Linked DNA regions of Mus musculus: regions 1 and 2 are each linked to region 3. Evidence: chromatin contacts called from public HiChIP or PLAC-seq data. All regions are on one chromosome and are shown on one strand. Each heading gives the region's core, a stretch centred on a gene start, on an enhancer-like site or on the middle of the called end of the contact. The rest is flanking DNA. Distances are from core to core; before and after follow the strand shown.

Region 1 (2,700 bases), core at 176-2,675, 59 kb before region 3:
AGAAAATAGTTTTCACAATGACCCATAGACCTTCCATTAAAACTGACCATGCCATTGGCCGTGAAGCAAACCTTAATAAATTGAAAAACAACAAAATAAGTCCTCAAGTATTTCTAGGCGACAGTGGGATGAAACTAGAGGTCAATAGCTAGACTGGCCTCAGAAACACACACACATACTTCTGAGATAGAACAACACAACACTGTTTTGAACAATGGGCTGTTGATGAAACCAGGGAGGAATTGGAAGAGTTCCCAATATTCAATGGAACTAGAACAAAGGGATAGGGAGATGACTTAGTGGGTAGAGTGCTTATCCTGTGAATATGAAGTTCTGAGCTCAAATCCCCCAAACTTAAGTAAAGCCAACCTCTGTAGCATACATGTGAAATCTCAGTACTCCTATGGAGAGAGGGAAGGCAGACAGGAAAATCTTCAAAGCCTACAGGCTAGCTAGCCTTGCGTACATGGTGGGGAAAAACAAAGAGACCTTTGCCAGTAGCTACAGCATCTTCTAAATCACTGCTCACCTTTAGTCTTTATGCTTTAGAAGGCATAGTCACTGTGGCAGCACAACACACATGCATATAATTGGAGAGATAAAGACAAAAGAGACCTTTGCCAGTGGCTACACGTCATCTAACACCCCTCACCTAGTCATTGTGGCAGCATAACACACATGCATATATTTGGAGAGACATGGTCTGTTTGGTGGACTAGTCCCAGGATGCTCCTTCCTGTGGTAGTCATAATTTGTCTTATATTAAGTGTCTTAATATATTTTCTCTAGTGTTAAATTCTTTGCTATTCAAATGATCCCAGTTATTAGCTATAGGCTGAAGCTCTTTTCCATCAGATGGAAGCCAAATCCAAGGGTAGTGGTATCCCTTAGTATCGGTGCTGTGAGTTACTGTTCTTTCTTCACAGCATAGTCTCTGCATTGCTTCAAAGACTGAGTTGACAGGAGGAGGTGGTCATAGAAGCTCGACAGTCGTCTCCTAGGCACAAGAGTGACAACTATCCAGAAAGACTTTTCTCATTCTGGACAAGCAGATCCTTTTGCTTGTTTATGAGAGGAATGAGCCAGAAAGGCCTGGCCAAGAAAATGTCACTCCCTTCAAAATATAGGCCAGCCAACTAATTCTTAGTAAATGGAAGCTAGGTAAACGACATATTCTACATACTTGTAGGACCTTACACACACACCAGGGCAAGGGCATTTCTCTCAGAGGGTATTATAGCATATGCCTTGTTTTATTTACCATCCAGAGCATTTGAGAGCTGTATTTCAGTTGCTGCTTTTCCTGTAACTGATACATAAGGAAATGCAAGACAGATGAAATCCAAGAAGCTGGGTGTGTTCTGTGCTTTGGCAGCACAATGTGATCTTCTGTTAGGCTGGTGACACAGAGTCAGATATCTTGTGGCCAAGAGCCATAGCAATGAGATATAGCTGAGTCAGACGTATGATCAGCAGCTGATCCTCTTCTGAGTGATCTGTTGACAAGCAACAATGTTGAGCCGATGAAGCAGATTAAATACAGGCCAAGAATCTACAGCATTATCAACTTATCCCCAAGTTCAAGCGACAGATAGTATCACTTTGGACTGAAGTTCTGCCTTTTGGTCATATCTGCCTTTTGGTCATATCTGCCTTTTGGTCATATCTGCAGGCATTTTTGACATCCTATTGGAGATAATACATATAATATTTAGGAGTGCTGAAGAATAAATTAGCACTATGTATGAAGTCAGTAACATTTCAAACTAATGCAAGCTAGAATGATGGTGGAGTAGAGGTGTCAAGAATCTGTCCTGTCTAACGATTCATGTCTCATAGTCTGTTTGAAGTAAGTCCAGTGTTTTTCATCTGATCAGCATGCTGACCTTAAAGCCATCATAAGTTTAAAATGTCATTTGGATACTTTATCTACTGAGCACCATAGCTAAGCCACACAGTGTAGTGTCTGTTGCTGGTCAGATGGCTGATGAGGAGGTGCAACTGCAGTGCCTAGTGTCCTGAGAACGTTCCTGCCTCATGTTACTAGCCTGCAGTAGTGGCATATGCCTTTAATCCCAGCACTTGGGAGGCAGAGGCAGGAGGATTTCTGAGTTCGAGGCCAGGTCTACAGAGTGAGTTCAAAATCCAGCATTTGAAGTGTAGTTTCAATTGAAGCCCATGACTTTGGTTCTACCAGAAAGTCCACAGTCATAAGTTAAGTCATGCTGAGCTGAAGAGTACCTGTGTGTTGGACATCTTGACTATAACTTGTACCTTGAGTCTTAACTGAATACTTGTGGCAGCAAGCACATATTTCTTTGAATACATTTTTCTACTTTGATAACTTTGTATTTGTGTATATTTTGGTTACACTTTAGTGTACTCTCCTACAGGCTATGATTCCATGAGCCTCTGGAATGTCTGTTTGCATTTCCGGTGTAACAGCAGGAGTCTAGAGAGCAATGAAGACCTCTTTCTTCGAATATCAGAACTGAGTATCTGATTTTTGCTACATTTGCTTTCTCAGAGACAGACAGAAAAGACTGAAGTGGATTGAGTTTAAAGGATTTATACTCCTTTTTTTTTCTACTCTGGGAAGGAAGGATTCCAAGGGGATTTTTTTTTCAGATAGACAGATAACTGCAGAGACAACAGAACAAAATTTTAAGGGCCATGTGAAAGCAATGTGTATTCTACAAA
Region 2 (2,700 bases), core at 44-2,543, 41 kb after region 3:
CTCCAATGGTGTTAAGTAGCAAGTAGAGATGTTGGACATCTCTATTTGCCTGCAACTGTCTCTCTCGGCCTTGCGTGTTGGTATTAGGAACCCATTTTAAATTGTCATCCTGTATCAAATCTCCACATGTGACTTTTTTTTTTTTTTTCTGGAGAACTTGACCTGCAGTGAGGAGAAATATTGAGGAACAGCCTAACAAACAGTGAGCTGTTACCTGTGAAAGGCTCATTTTTGCATGATGATGTCATCTTTACTCCCTGATAGCAATTACCAAAGGCTGCCACAGAGGAGTGCTGAACTTTCCTCAACCTAAAAACCTCAATAACAGTTACTTCTTCCATCCTGTGAACCTAGAACTTGGAGATAATTGCCCTAAATGTTTTCATTCTTCAACATACAAATGATAGTGAACATTTTCTGTGAATCCTATCACATTTATAGAAATCACCAATGTCTCAGGCAAACGAAAAACAAGAAATGCTATTTAACATGATGAGCACACATGGATTTTAATTTATCTCATCAGCAACATCACCTGTCTATTTTAAGGTAAAAAACCTTGAACTGAGGAAGGGCATGATCTCATCGGCAGCCTCTACTGGCTCTAATGTATGCATCATAATTTTTGTCTTAAAGAGAAATAGCAAAAAAGATACTAAAAGGGGAAATTTTCTTAATCTGACTATGATAGCTAAAGTGGTGTGTGTGTGTTTATTGACTTGACTGATGGTTGTACTGAGCAGAGTGTGTGATTCAGTGATTGAATAAGTGAGCATTTCACACCCAAGACTACAATAGAGTGTACTAATATTAAATTAATGCCAACATAGGAACTTTTTTGTTTGTCTGGGTTAAATATAAAAAATCATTATTGTCTTATGTTTCACAAAAAATATTTAAGAGCCAACTCTGAGAGATGAGCCTCCCACAGTGTGTGCCTGCTATGTGTTCCTGTAGACTGATTTTTAAATACAAACATCTCATATACCTTATCCTATCTACAAAGTTCTTGCAAAATGATGGAACTATACAAGGCTATATTAAGGTTGTAGGCATTAACTTAGCAAATAACAAAGTTTGCTAAGCCATTATATAATAAACCATATTTTAACTAATATATGTAAAATCTTTGAAAATTGGAATAACTTTTTTTTCTATGCTGGCTTTAGGAAAATTCACCTTTTACTTTTCATTAAGATTTCAGAACTCATTTATGGTTGAATGAGGATGTAAGCCCTGCCCTATGTGGCTGTTTCCTCTTCAGTCTCTTTTCATTTCACCACAAACGCTATGTCATTTATCAGAAGTTCAGTTAAGTTCTTTTCTTAGAAACAAGAAGTCACAAAACTGAAGGGTACTTTTGGAGGTCTTATGCATTTACATTAAAAAAATTCATTAAAAATTTAAACATATCTGAAGGAGACTATATGTAAGTCTAACCAGATAATACCCTAATACAAAATATATACAAATTCAGCCAATAATTGAATTAATTTAAGACAGTGTTGTGTTTTATAAAAAAGAAAGAAAGAGTCAGGATATGTTTAGTAGAAATGTGGTGAGGTGGAAGGGGAGGGAGGAGAGGGGGAGAGAGAGGGGGGAGGGAGAGGGAGAAGGAAAGGGAGAGGGGGAAGGAGAGGGAGAGGGAAAGGGAGAGGGAGAGGGAGGAAGGAAGGAGGAGGAAGAGGAAGAAGAAGAGGGAGAGAGAGAGAAGGAGGGGGAAGGGGAGGGAGAGGGAGGTTGTCCAGGAACATGTGGAGAGAGGGGGAAGGAGATGAGAGAGGGAGAAAGGGCAGGAAGAGAAGGAGCAGAGAGTAAGAGAATAAGAGTAGTAAGAGGGTAAGAGAGTGAGGAGGGGGCAAACAGCCCCTTTCATAGTAAGCCAGACATACTTGGCTGTTACAATTTTCAAACTGTGGGGTGGAGCCTAGAAGGAATGCTGACAGAATGAGAAAGTTTACAAGGAGTATAGTACAGGTATTAGCGACTGCTGACTGTAATCCTAGGATTACAGATGGGTTATGTAGTTCCAAACCATCTTTGACTGTATAATGAAACTCTGTTTCAACAGAAAACAAACCAAAACCAAAACCAAGTCACAAATGGTATGAGGATGGTTGGGCTTCAGAGATGGCTCAGTTACTAAAAGAACTTAACTTCCCAACACCCATGTTGCTTAGCTCATAATTACCTGCAGCTCCAGCTCCAGGGGGATTTGATGCCTTTGTCCTCTGTGGGCGCCCACACCTGTATGTGCATACTCACAAATGGTCTATATACATATACATAATCTAAAATAATAAAAATAAATCTTAGAAAATAGATTTATTCTATGTGTACCTTTCCTCTTCATGCAGGAATGTTGAATGTCGCCAAAATATTTATTGTGGTGTAAAAATGTGGCCAATGGTTTAATTTCTAACAGAATCTTCATTTCCACCTAGAACCTCCTCATAGTCACAGTTATTCCCATTTCCTTCATCATTCTTGTCTTGTGAGGACTCAAATAAGCAATTATTAGGCTCTGCTTTGCTGCACTGTGAGTTTTCTCCACCAAATTATTCCAGACTTCTGCCAATTGGCTCAAAAATTTGATCCATATTGTCAGGTATAATCATAGCAACCACTCCACTTCAAAGGAAGCTCAAGTTACATAACAGACATTGTGTGGAAAGAAGGAAGAAAAAAAGAAAATAGATG
Region 3 (2,700 bases), core at 138-2,637:
CAACTTTCAGTCACCCAAGGAGGAGCCTGTTGATTCCACTGCTGCTGTGTTGCTAAGGTCATGGCCGTGAGAACATAAGTTAAATATACAAAGGTAGATGGAGCTGACCCCAGGCCAGGTCAGGAATTTCTGCATTTGGTCTTTCCTTCATTCCACTATTTATTATAGTTTCATTATTATCTGCTTTTTAAAAAAAATTTAAGTGAGACATATAGGTATGGGTTGCTTAGGTATCTAAAAATGAATATTGTAGACTTTATATCTATGTTTTTGACTTCATGCTCTCAAAGAAGGGATGAGATTTTAAAGGTAACTGAGACTTTTAAAAAATTTTTTATTTTTAATTTTTTTACACAACAAGACAACTTGACAGAGAAACTCAGAAAATAATTCGTTCCTCACCAACTATCTTGGCGGTGTTGGTCATAGCAAATCCCTTTATTAACTGGATCGCTCGTGCTTTCAAATAACTCTCATTCCCAAGTGCTAAGTGCTGGAGGGCTCCTTACAACTCAGATAGAAACAGACAGAAGAGACAGAAATGTGAAGGGTGATCATGCTTTTGTAAAAAGGAAGAAAAATATATAGTCATAGAATTTGAAGTGATTCATTGGAGGAGAGAGACAGAACAAAATGTAAGGAGGAGATTCCATAGGTCTCTGCAGAAGATGACATTTTAATGACAGGGTTACATTCTAATGCATCACCATATGACACTGCACATGTTCAGGTGTGTGTAATGCTGTTTTCTCTGAGCCTGGAGACCCGAATGCTGCTAACCACTGGAGGATTCATGAGGAGAACACTAATGAGGGAATACACACAGAAAGCAGGCAAATGGATAAGGAAAGAGCAAGAACGTAACTCTTTGTGTGAAAAACAGAGTTCTTCATAAAGAAAAGGATAAAACTTACTGATGATGGTGGTTATGGGAAAACTATAGAGAATAACTAGGTCAAGCCAGGCAATTTATCATTTATCATTTAAATCCACGAGTTGAGATGTTACAAATCTATTCAAAGGAAAAGTCCTTTCAAGATCATCTGAAAGTCATATAGCTCTCTCTCATACAAGTATCTTGTCTTCTCATAGCTAGAGAGGTATTTACCTATGCCCAGTTTCTCTTTTACTGATTGAAACAGAACATAACCAAGTCCTCTGATAATCTCTCCATTCTCCGCTCTATTCCACACATCAAATGTAGAGATCATTCCAGAATGTAAGAAATCACATGACTTACCCTTCTGCCCTCTCTCCAGATGTGAAGAGCTATTTTCCGTTATAGAACAGTTTTCAGAATCCATCCTTTTTAATTTTTTTCCCCTCAAGGTCCCTGGCGACTCTCAAGTGGTCCACGGAGAGATGTAGCTGGAGCTGTCTTGTTCAGTGTCTTGATCTCGGAGGATTTCAGCCTTTATACTCGATTAGGCTCCACCCCTTCCTCCTACCCTGTACTCACTCAACTCAGCCAGTTCTCTTTAATTTATGCTCCAGCGGCCTAGACACTTCACCGTGTGTTGTTGTGGTGAGCTGCGGGTTTTCCCTGCTGTCTGAAATGTGCTTTCTCACAACTGTAGCTTCAAGAGGAAGAGATAAATGGGATTTTCCCAGAATCGAAGACATCCTTCCACAAACTTTTAAAAACACAAATAACTTAGGAAATGGTATAATCTAAACAAGGAGCTAAAAGTTTGAGATTGCTGTATTTGACATGGAAAAGCACTGGAAGAGAGAGTAAAACTTTTTCATGCAATCCTTTGCATTGGTTTCTTTGTATATGTAGGCAGGTACAGGCATTTATTGAATACCCATTATGTACCAGGTGCTGTTGGTGGCCAGAAGATGTACTGTTGAGTAGGGATTTTAAAATCTCTATCTTTGTGGCTCTCTCTCTCCCTCTCTCTCAATTGGACAAGTTTTATTTAGTTAATTATGGATTTAAAACGTGTGGCATTCACTTCTTTTTTCCCCAGAGACTAGTTCTTTCAAGTGTCAGGAGTTGCTTTAGTGCAGGAAACAGAAAGCTTGTGGTCTGAAACTTCCTCGGTGTGATCTAAAACTGTTTCTCTTCAGTTATCTATTTCATCATCCCTTGCTCATTTTCTTGTCATCCTCCACTGTCAAACTTACTTTGTCTCACTGCAGAATATCTCCTTCTATTTCCCCATGTCCTTTTCAGGTGTCTGTGGCCTCGGATATTTGGAAGATGATCCCTATACACATATCTTCCCATGATATCCATCTCATTCAGATAAGTTATTGAGCACCACATAAATGCAGAAAATGTCTGTTTTGGTAAGTCAAGTGTGAGGATCTTAAAAAATTACAAGCATGATTTCTTACATTCTGGAATGATCTCTACATTTGACATATGGAATAGAGCAGAGAATGGAGAGATTGTCAAAGGACCTGGAGTAAAGTTGTCTGGTTTGCCTTTGTGAAGATATAATGCTTAGGTTGCTTGGAAGGTACCGGCACAGACAACTGAGGTGAGCCAGCAGGTGGATTTGTCTGCTTGAGACACAGACAGGTACATGCTGGTCCTAATGTGCCTTTTTGTTCTCAGTATCTTTCCTGCACAGCAGCTGGGATGAGATTAAGTATGTCATATCATCTTGTTGAGAACATTCAGCTCACCAAAGGCTTCCTAATAAAGGTTCCTTAAAATCCAAAGACCTTACAGCCAAGAAGAACCTCTAC

Evidence for each region. HiChIP or PLAC-seq counts read pairs in DNA pulled down with a chosen protein or histone mark.
Region 1: a BATF HiChIP or PLAC-seq map of CD8 T cells shows a contact between it and region 3, with 35 read pairs. The contact joins the enhancer-like site here to the promoter of Cd69 in region 3. A contact is called at or near these places in 2 of 39 promoter capture datasets (cranial neural crest and macrophages), 1 of 15 datasets of contacts at CTCF or cohesin (CD8 T cells), 1 of 484 Hi-C or Micro-C datasets (CD4 T cells), 1 of 115 datasets of contacts at active chromatin or transcription factors (CD8 T cells) and 2 of 9 other capture datasets (adipose tissue and liver).
Region 2: a contact with region 3 is called in an H3K4me3 HiChIP or PLAC-seq map of the 230-238 cell line, with 127 read pairs. The contact joins the enhancer-like site here to the promoter of Cd69 in region 3. A contact is called at or near these places in 10 of 39 promoter capture datasets (the C10 cell line, the HPC-7 cell line, HPC-7-derived erythroid cells and 6 more), 3 of 15 datasets of contacts at CTCF or cohesin (CD8 T cells, large pre-B cells and pro-B cells), 91 of 484 Hi-C or Micro-C datasets (the 63-12 cell line, B cells, the BV-2 cell line and 58 more), 24 of 115 datasets of contacts at active chromatin or transcription factors (the 230-238 cell line, CD4 single positive thymocytes, CD8 T cells and 16 more) and 4 of 9 other capture datasets (adipose tissue, liver, macrophages and 1 more).

The regions. Positions count from the first base shown.
Region 1 is chr6:129,215,041-129,217,740 of GRCm38.p6, forward strand. The region is part of intron 2 of Gm38906 (a long non-coding RNA gene); the gene reads left to right. Among named protein-coding and RNA genes, the nearest start is that of 2310001H17Rik, 22 kb to the right of the region's middle. Within about 2 kb of position 1,426, at least 117 of the 459 cell types and tissues checked have an H3K27ac peak or open chromatin away from gene starts, as enhancers often do. A contact at or near this core is called in CD8 T cells, adipose tissue and macrophages, where this site is marked.
Region 2 is chr6:129,314,603-129,317,302 of GRCm38.p6, forward strand. No RefSeq gene overlaps it. Among named protein-coding and RNA genes, the nearest start is that of Clec2m, 16 kb to the right of the region's middle. Within about 2 kb of position 1,294, at least 39 of the 459 cell types and tissues checked have an H3K27ac peak or open chromatin away from gene starts, as enhancers often do. A contact at or near this core is called in the 230-238 cell line, the 63-12 cell line, B cells and 20 more, where this site is marked.
Region 3 is chr6:129,273,982-129,276,681 of GRCm38.p6, forward strand. It overlaps Cd69 (CD69 antigen), which reads right to left and starts at 1,388. Exons shown (of 5, transcript NM_001033122.4): 1 at 1,241-1,388. The coding sequence starts at 1,304.